Linked DNA regions of Mus musculus: all the other regions are linked to region 1. The links are chromatin contacts, called in public Hi-C maps. All regions are on one chromosome and are shown on one strand. The core of a region is the stretch at or near the end of the contact, and the rest is flanking DNA. Distances in the headings are between cores, read along the strand shown. Region 1 overlaps Rnf150 (ring finger protein 150). Region 2 holds the start of Rnf150 (ring finger protein 150). Region 3 overlaps Rnf150 (ring finger protein 150).

Region 1 (2,963 bases), core at 293-2,792:
CCTAATCAACATGCCCAATCAAAATTAAACACCTCATCCTAACACAAGGTTTCCCCCTTGTAATTCTGTAAAACACCATATTCCTGCCTGCCACATCTGTGTCCTCTCTATTCGGAAGCAGTCCTTTCTTCCCCTCTGGGACAAATACCTCTCCCTCGTCCCCTTTCTCTCTTTCATTCCCTCCTCTTTCTCCTTCTTTCTGTATCTCCTGTCTTTGTCCCTTATCCCTGCCCTCTGTCTCTCTGGGGCAAATAAATGCCCTTTGTGCTAAGAGCCTGGTCTGAGAACTTGGTCTCAGAGGATACAGTATTCAAACTGTATGTGTGCATAGCATGTATATTGTCTTATAACAATACAAATGACAAGTGGTGCGGATTCTGTTGGGAAACAAACAAAATGTAGCAGGTTAGTCAGGCATGGTGGCTCATGCCTGTAATCTCAGTACTTGGAAGGCTGAGGCAGGAGAATTGTCTATGTGTTCGATGCATGAGGTGGTGGCAAAGCTCCCACCTCCAGATCCTAACATTGCTGAACTCCCTAGCTCCTGTTACTTCTTCAGTTCTAGCCTCAAATACATGGGCAAGAACTGCCTCTCAGGGGCAAATGTAGAATACAAGTTCAAAGTCTTACTGTTGTTCTAAATGCCAAGAACTGGAAATGTTTGTAAGCAGGAAGAGTGGGTTAAGTTACAATTTTATAGCATCCTGACTTGCCCACTGCTCTGTTATACATTTAGGTAGGGTCTACATTTTCTAAGAAGGTACAATAACACACTCAACTAAGTCAATTGCAGACTTTTTTGTTGGGACATTAACCTGTGCTACAAACCCACAACATTAGGCCTCTTTTCCATAGCTAAAACTTAGGCCTTAAGCAGTCAAGGTTTTTGTTTTGTTTTGTTTTATTTTGTTTTGTTTAAAAATTTATTTATTGTTATATGTAAGTACACTGCAGCTGTCTTCTCACACACCAGAAGAGGGCATCAGATCTCATTAGGGATGGTTATGAGCCACCATGTGGTTGCTGAGATTTGAACTCAGGACCTTCAGAAGGGCAGTCAGTGCTCTTAACCCCTGAGCCATCTCTCCAGCCCCAAGCAGTCAAGTTTTATGCTACACTTTGAGGCCTTCCCTTGTACCAGGTCCCCCAAAGGCATCACTTGCGAACTGTTCTTCAAACTGGCTGAGGGCCGACTATGGGTACTTGTAAGAGGAGGTGATAAGATCAAGCTTTCTACTACACAAAAGATCTGCCGTCTCCTTTAAATCGGCTTCTCTGTGTTTTGCTGAAGGGAGCAGGTAGTCAGAACGGTCAGAAATTTAAGACACCTCCAATCTTAAATTGACCTTGGCAGTTGAACAGGTGGATGTAAATGAGTCCTACGCGCAGAGCCAAACACACGCACGTCAGGGCTGAGTCTCCAGCGTTGAGCTCTGTAGCTTGGAATCTGTTTTTATATTTTGCAAGGATTCTGTATTTCTCAAATCTTCTGTTTAAATACTTCCTTGTTTTTGAACATGCTGAGTAAGAGGGCATTTTCCTGTTTCTGTCCCCTCCCCCTCTCCAACCCTTCCTAGAGCCAAGTAAATGATCCTTCCTTGCTGTGACCTAGGACCTAGGCCTTTAAACCAGACCTGTGTTCCTCCAGAGCCCAGCTCTTCAGTTTCTTCTGGCTACTTGCTGCACTATCATATAACAGGAGGGCAAGGAGTGGGCATCTGACTGTCATGTGGTAAAGATCGCTTTATGAAATGTGGGTACATTGACCTACCTCCAACAACAGTGAAGAAATACAGCGTTATAGAAACAATGGGGCTGTAGTTACAAAGGGAAGGCCCTGTGCTAGCATGTTACTGAGCTGAGAAGGAGCCCAGGAGGCTGCACATGAAAGATGGAGGCAGGTTCCCAATGAATATGCTACAATAATAAATACATTAATAATACAGCTGACACAGCATTGCTGGAGTGTGTGTGTGTGTTTGTGTGTGTGTGTGTCACTCTGTGTGTGTGTGTCTGTGTATGTGTGTGTATCTATGTGTGTGTGTGTGTGTATCTGTGTGTGTGTGTGTGTGTGTGTGTGTGTGTGTGTGTGTGTGTGTGTGTGCATGTATATGTGTACACTCTGGAGAGTAAACCCAGGGCTTTGTGCATGCTAAGCAAATGTTCTACCACTGCCTTCATTCTCTGCAGTACTTCTGGAAGTAGCAGCATGATGGCATCCATATAAATTAAATGAAGTTGTAAGCTTCTACCTAGCATTCAGATCCTTGCCCAGTCTGAGCCCAGCCTGCCCTTCTTCTCCCATTGCCCACATTAACTAAAACAAAGAAAGCAGGACAGACATCATCTATGTTTTTCAAAAGGGGGAAATAATAAAACTTCTTCTCAAACTCTTTCCCCCTCAAAAAAGAGAGAGAGAGAGAGAGAGAGAGGAAAGCACACTTCCAGCTCAGTGAGGCATCTTCATCCTGATGCCAAAGTCAGAGATAACACAAGGAGGGGATACTACGAGCCAGACTCCCTCATGTTTATTCATGCAAAAATCTTCAAAGTATTATTAAGTTTAATTCCCAGATATGGGAACATAATATACACCATTCCCAGGCAGAGTAGGCAGCTCTGCAAAGAAGATACCCAAGCGGCCATGCATTTGTAAAGATCGTCAGCATTAGTTCACTATCAGGGCAACGCACATCAAACCACCAGAGCATAATCACCGTAAACCTATTAAGATGGCCACTGTCAAAGTCTGTTGTTGTTTAGTGTTGTCTAGGGTACACTGTTGGTTAAAATGTAAATTGGTACAACAATATGAAAAGGTGTATGGAGATTGCTCAAAAACTTAAATCAGGAAATTAAAATTACAGCTATCTCATATCTGGGCTTGGGTCTGAAATAACCAAAGTCAAAATCTCAAAATTCCCCTACATTGAGGGTAGAGAGACAGCTCAGCAAGTGAAACG
Region 2 (2,963 bases), core at 129-2,628, 200 kb before region 1:
CAGTACTGTCAGAATAAAACTTTGATGTTCTCATATAACACCACATTTTTCTGTCCAGACATCTCCCAGGAATCTTCCTCTCACCCAGATTAAACTGCAAGGCCACTTAGAATCTTCCCACCATTAATCCCATCTCATTCTTTCCATCGCTCATCTCTCTCCACCCCTGATGAGCTCACTATGGCTTCTGAACACATCAAACACCAACCTGTCTGATCTATTGTACCTACAACTCCTTCCTATTACCAACAACTGGTCCCCTAATAATCATTCAAGTCCTTCGTCCTTTGAGGATTATATTTAGACATAGGATATATCCAGAATCCATCTTCTGTTTTGTGATGTCCAGACCTAGGATGTGTATATTGTGACAAAAACTGCTGGGCTTCTCAGTGCTTCTCGAGAGGCACAGGAAAGAGAACCAGGTGGAAGATATAATGTAAATCATTAAGCACTACCATATTTGTGTATGTATAAATAAGTAGACATTTTATATTACTGGTTTCTGAAACTACAGAAACCATTAATGAGGAAGTGTAACAACCAACCAGATATCTAATTGTTAAAGAATTCTGCTATTAGAACACGACTCTAGGAAACTGTTCTCCACTGGTTTCTTTTAATCTCTGTCACAACTGGAAAACACAGCTTAAAATGGTAACGAACACACACACACACACACACACACACACACACACACACACATACCACCTACTGACGCTGTGAATCCTCTAAGGCAGGGCTATTAGAGTGGGAATGGAGGCAAAATGTCTCAATCTTAAAGTATGAGGAGAGGTCCATTTTCTAAGAAAACTAACGCCATGCCATGAGCTGGCTTCCAGAGCAGAGGAAAAGAAGTCACTTTTACCCACACCACAGACTGGTCCTTAGACCAGCAGAGTGTGCATCACCAAGGACCCCACCCCTGACTTAATAAATGTGAAATTCTCCTGAATTCATGCTGATCAGTCCTGGTTTAAAACTGGAATTCTGACAGCCACTGTCCTAAATATTCAGGTCTGGGGGGGCGGGGGGGAGGGGCCTCATGACCAATCAGTGCTGGGATAAATACCAGAGAACTCTCTGCACATCTTCCAGCAAACGGAAATGCTGTTCCAGAGAGGTTCCTACACTTTGCTGTATTTAAGACTCCCTCAATTAATTGTTCCCAATTCAAAGGCCTGAAGGTCCTTTTTACCTTTTGCCCGCAACTGTCGAAGCCTGAATTTGAGGCCCAGCAGAGGTCGCTGACGCCCAGGAAGAGAGACAGAGTGAGCGTTGCAAGGGGAGCCCAGGAGCTTTGACATCATACTAAGCTCCTCCTTGCACGCGCACATCACACACACACACACACACACACACACACACACACACACACACACACACACACACACACACACAAATACAGACACACACAAAACGCTGTATCCCTCTCCTCACGCTCTCCCCCATCCCATCTGCCCCGTACCTCCCCCTCCCTCGGCAAGTGAGTGTCCCGGGCGTAGCCACCTAGTCTGGCCAGAAGCGCAGCGCCTACTGCCCATGGGAACCCACGCATAACAGGAGCGACCTCCGCGTCTGCAGCGGGACCGATAGTCCCAGCACCGAGGATCTCCAGCACCCCACCCCCGCCCCGCTCGGCCGCGACAAGCAGAGCCGCCACCCCTTCCAAACCCGAGGACCCCGCCACCTCTATGAGAGAAGGCGACACGGGGCAAAGGAACAGGACGCCTGGCAGCCGGACTCCCCCGCAAGTGCGCGGCGCCCGCTCCGCGACCGCGCCGCGATCACCCGGGAAGCCCGATGCCAGCGCCGCGCTTCGGCTGAGAGGGGACAGGGCGGGTTTCTCCCGCTCGTCCCGGATCCGGTCTCCGCAGCGTCTGCGCGTCCCAGCCGGAGCTCCGCCGGCCAGGGAGTGAGTCGCAGCGACAGGAGAACCAGAGTGGCTGCCCGGGGTTGGCCGGGGCAGGGAAAGGAGGGACGGAGCGGGGGGAGGGCGCAGGGGGCGGGGAGGGGACCCCGGAGGAGAGAGATGACAATGTCTCTCATCCAAGCGTGCCGCAGTCTGGCTCTCTCAACATGGCTGCTTTCCTTTTGTTTCGTGCATCTGCTCTGCCTGGACTTCACCGTGGCGGAGAAGGAGGAATGGTACACCGCCTTCGTGAACATCACCTATTTGGAGCCCGAGCCCGGGGCCGCGGTGGCGGGCAGCGGTGGCGGCGCGGAGCTGCACACGGAGAAGAGCGAGTGCGGGCGATACGGGGAGCACTCGCCCAAGCAGGACGCGCGCGGCGAGGTGGTCATGGCCAGCTCGGCCCAAGACCGCCTGGCTTGCGACCCCAACACCAAGTTCGCCGCGCCGGCCCACGGCAAGCACTGGATAGCCCTCATCCCCAAGGGCAACTGCACGTACAGGGATAAGATCCGGAACGCGTTCCTGCAGAACGCCTCCGCTGTGGTCATCTTTAACGTGGGCTCCAACACAAACGAGACCATCACCATGCCCCACGCAGGTGAGCAACCCGGGGGGTGCCTGGCGGACGTGGGGGAGGGGAGCCCGAGAAGCGTCTAGGGAGATCTAGCACCGCCTCCGGGGCACCTCTGGCTGAGAAGTCCGTGCAGCACCAGAGACCAGTCTCTTATGTATGAACCTATTAAGTTTTGTTGTGCGTCGCTTGGGGGACAGGTTACAAGCATGAGAGGTTTCAGTATGTTGGGGGAGTATCGGAGAGTCTGGTTCGGGAGAGGGTTCAAGCTGTGGAGTGTCTTCTCCCAGGAGAATTTGGAAAGTGAGATTTGGGAAACAGGGCTGAGATATTGTTCTTGTTAGTGACCCGTTTCAGCACCTGTTTGGAACCGGAAGTTCTAATAACTTGTCTCTGCGCTTCGTTGTGTGTATCAGATATACATACCTGGTGCAAGTGTTTGTGTATCAAGAGGCAGGTCAACTTACCTGTCTGCAG
Region 3 (2,963 bases), core at 310-2,809, 150 kb before region 1:
GAGAGAGAAGAGTTAGAACATTCAGAATGGAACGGTCAAGGAGATGAAACTGCCTTGCAGAGGGACTGCAGCAGTGTGTTGCCTTCCATGTAAGCAGACTCTGGAAAGATGCCTTTTCAGGATTCCCATATAGAGATCTAAGATCCCACACATCCATCTCAGCATCAGAATACAGGTCTGAGTTATAACTCTGCATCACCTGTAGAGATGGTACGCAAGATATATGACTTTGTGTGCTTAGGCAGAAATCATTCCAGTTCAAGGAGGTGCCATTTGATAGACCAAACAAGGTCAGTGTCACAGTCCAGGGATCTTAAGGACATTCAAGTAAATTTGCATAATGTTCACTTGCATAGATACTTTCCAGTGTCTAATTCCAATGTCCTTTTATCTTCTGAGAGAAAATTGTACCTATTTCTTATCTCATTCATAAATAAGCAATCTTATTGTCTTTAAATTTTGACTTTTCATTTAGAAAACCAGAACTATACAAACAAGGGGCGGGGGTCATCCTGTACTTTATTCTGTAAACTTCTTTGTTCCTAAGAGTTTCATGTAGTTTCCCCCCCCCTCCAAAAAAAAAACCTCACAGATTAGAAATCTTGGTAAATGTTCAACCTTAGACAGCTAGTCAAAAATGGAAAAGCTCATTGCTGATATTACAGAAGCAAGCAGGCCCGCAGAGACTAAGTTTGATGATGCACATGGAACCTAAGACTTGTTAAGCTAACACTCTAACAGCATATAAAGCAGTATCACGGAGTCAAACCTTCTGCCTTGGTTTATTTTTTAATATTTTAGATTTTATTATTTTATATGTGAGAGTTTTGCCTTTATATGTATCTGTGCACCACATATACTGGTCCTTGAGGAGGTGGTGAGCCTTCATGTGGGTGCTGGGAATTGAACCTGAGTCCTTTGAAATGAAAACAAATGCTCTTAGTCACTGAGCCAACTCTCCAGCTCCCTTCTGCCTTGTTTTTAATTCAACAAATAATGCTTGCTTGCAGGATGCCACTTGTCACCACGCTGATGTTAACCCCCAGCCACTTTCCACCCATCACTACTGTTAGTGGTTTGGTTTTTATCTTTTATCTTTATGTTAGTAGGCTTTAAATGAATATGATATAATTATTATTAGATACTCTTTATAATGAAGGAAAGCCATCCCATGTGCAAGGCATTCTGAGCCATCAAAAATTGACAGCATAATGCTTACAGCACCAGGCCAAACAGAAACATAGAGAGCCAATGAAGGCTAAGACACCCTAGTTCTTCATCTATGAGAGCCAGAACAGAGTACATCTTGTAATTTAATCTACAAAGGTACAAGTTCTGCGTCTGCCATTATCTGGCTATGTGGCTGTGGGTTTGTTAATTGAAAACTAGAGAATTAGTAGCACTTAGCTCTCAGGGCTTTTGGTGCCTTGAATGGAAGTGTTCCCTGTGAGCGCTGTTCCAGCTGACGGTGTGACTTGGGAAGGTAGGAACCTTTAGATGGTAGAGCCTGTCTACAGGAAGTGAGTCATGTGGGACCTGTTTTACAGCCTGTTCCCACTTCCTGTTCACTCTCTGCTCAGTGACTATGGATGCAATGTCACCAGCAAGACTCCCACTCCTGCAGCTATGGCTTCCTCCACATGAAGAAATGATCCCTTCCTTCTCACTGTAACTCAGAATCAACTCTCCCTCCCTTACATTCCTTCATGCTAGGTAATTAATCACGGCAATCATGAAAGTAGCTAACACAGAGATGTAATAGCAGTAGCTTGGTTATGATGAGCTAAATGCTTAGACTCGAGGGTGATATGCAGCAAATGCTTAATGTATGTTTATTAAGGAGAACTATAAAATAGGGAGGAATTCAAAGAAATGCTGAGTCATCTTGGTCTAATGTGATGGCCAAAAATGTATACAAGGTAAAAGGCATTACGATTGACCATTTCACTTCTATATTTAAAGCCCACACTCACCACAAATATGCACACACATGTACACATGGAGTCAACGCAAGCACACAAGCACACACACAGCTAGAATCTACAAATACCTGCAAAGGATTTTGTGAGTCTAAAGCACAGCACAGCAATTTGCAGAGAACAAGATCTAAAAACTCAGTTGGTTCACTAAACTGAAGACCCCATTTTTCCCTCCTTAAGGAACTAAAATAATATCTGTTTCACATCAACATGTTCTTGCATCCTCAAAGTGGGGCAGATGACTTATTTTTATCAAAAACCTTGAGAAAACTAAGCAAGACAGAATGGGGGTGTAACCCAACTACTTGGGGGCTGAGGCAGGAGGCTGGTGTGTTCAAGACCTGACTGAACTAGAGTGAGCACTTAGTGAGACCCCTGTCTCAAAACTTGAAAAACACAAACAACCCTCCCCAAAAAAAACAGTCTTGGAAAGGATTTATACAATTTTCCTACAAATTTATCTTTTTAAGAATTTCACATAATGAAATAACTTTAGCACAAAGATGTTTATGTCTAAGTTTATTAAAAAGTCAACTTTCATAAATCTAGATAGGATGAGGAAGAAGAGTGATTCAAACACAGATGCCTCAGTAGAATTTGAAATACCTAGTCTCTCGAAAGGAATTCTTTCGATTTTGAAATATAGTTTATTCATGCCAATGAAGGTAGAGAGCATATATTTAATTCAAGTTACTTTTTTAAGAAAGTGGAATATGCTATAAATAAATTATTTGTCTAGTGACTCGTATAGTGAAATATTTACTTGCATAAGCTTGTGAATATTTGAGTCATTAAAACTTTTTAAAACATACTTTTAATACCAAATAGAAAGCTATCAGAAAACCCTCGTGACTTTCCCCTGGTTTATCCCCTTTCTTTAAGCATTTTAACAAATTTTAAAATTTCTTCAGTTTTGAAATTTGGCTTATGTATATCCTCTGAAGTAGAGCTTGTTTAATTCAAATCTTTTTTAGTGTAGGTAGC

Evidence for each region. A called contact is a pair of places that touch in the nucleus more often than the background predicts.
Region 2: a contact with region 1 is called in a Hi-C map of bone marrow-derived macrophages, with 55 read pairs. The contact joins the promoter of Rnf150 here to the enhancer-like site in region 1. A contact is called at or near these places in 19 of 39 promoter capture datasets (the C10 cell line, the HPC-7 cell line, cancer-associated fibroblasts and 10 more), 2 of 15 datasets of contacts at CTCF or cohesin (the NIH/3T3 cell line and pro-B cells), 11 of 484 Hi-C or Micro-C datasets (the C2C12 cell line, the N1E-115 cell line, adipose-derived mesenchymal stem cells and 7 more), 21 of 115 datasets of contacts at active chromatin or transcription factors (the 230-238 cell line, bone marrow-derived macrophages, craniofacial prominence and 14 more) and 5 of 9 other capture datasets (adipose tissue, bone marrow-derived macrophages, liver and 2 more).
Region 3: a Hi-C map of bone marrow-derived macrophages shows a contact between it and region 1, with 41 read pairs. The contact joins two enhancer-like sites. A contact is called at or near these places in 2 of 484 Hi-C or Micro-C datasets (both in bone marrow-derived macrophages) and 2 of 115 datasets of contacts at active chromatin or transcription factors (the HPC-7 cell line and bone marrow-derived macrophages).

The regions. Positions count from the first base shown.
Region 1 is chr8:83,062,734-83,065,696 of GRCm38.p6, forward strand. The region is part of intron 6 of Rnf150 (ring finger protein 150); the gene reads left to right. Among named protein-coding and RNA genes, the nearest start is that of Tbc1d9, 100 kb to the right of the region's middle. Within about 2 kb of position 1,543, at least 36 of the 459 cell types and tissues checked have an H3K27ac peak or open chromatin away from gene starts, as enhancers often do. A contact at or near this core is called in the HPC-7 cell line, adipose tissue, bone marrow-derived macrophages and 5 more, where this site is marked.
Region 2 is chr8:82,861,978-82,864,940 of GRCm38.p6, forward strand. It overlaps Rnf150 (ring finger protein 150), which reads left to right and starts at 1,379. Exons shown (of 7, transcript NM_177378.4): 1 at 1,379-2,513. The coding sequence starts at 2,033.
Region 3 is chr8:82,913,157-82,916,119 of GRCm38.p6, forward strand. All of the region lies in intron 1 of Rnf150 (ring finger protein 150), which reads left to right. It also overlaps the pseudogene Gm46045. Among named protein-coding and RNA genes, the nearest start is that of Rnf150, 51 kb to the left of the region's middle. Within about 2 kb of position 1,560, at least 12 of the 459 cell types and tissues checked have an H3K27ac peak or open chromatin away from gene starts, as enhancers often do. A contact at or near this core is called in bone marrow-derived macrophages, where this site is marked.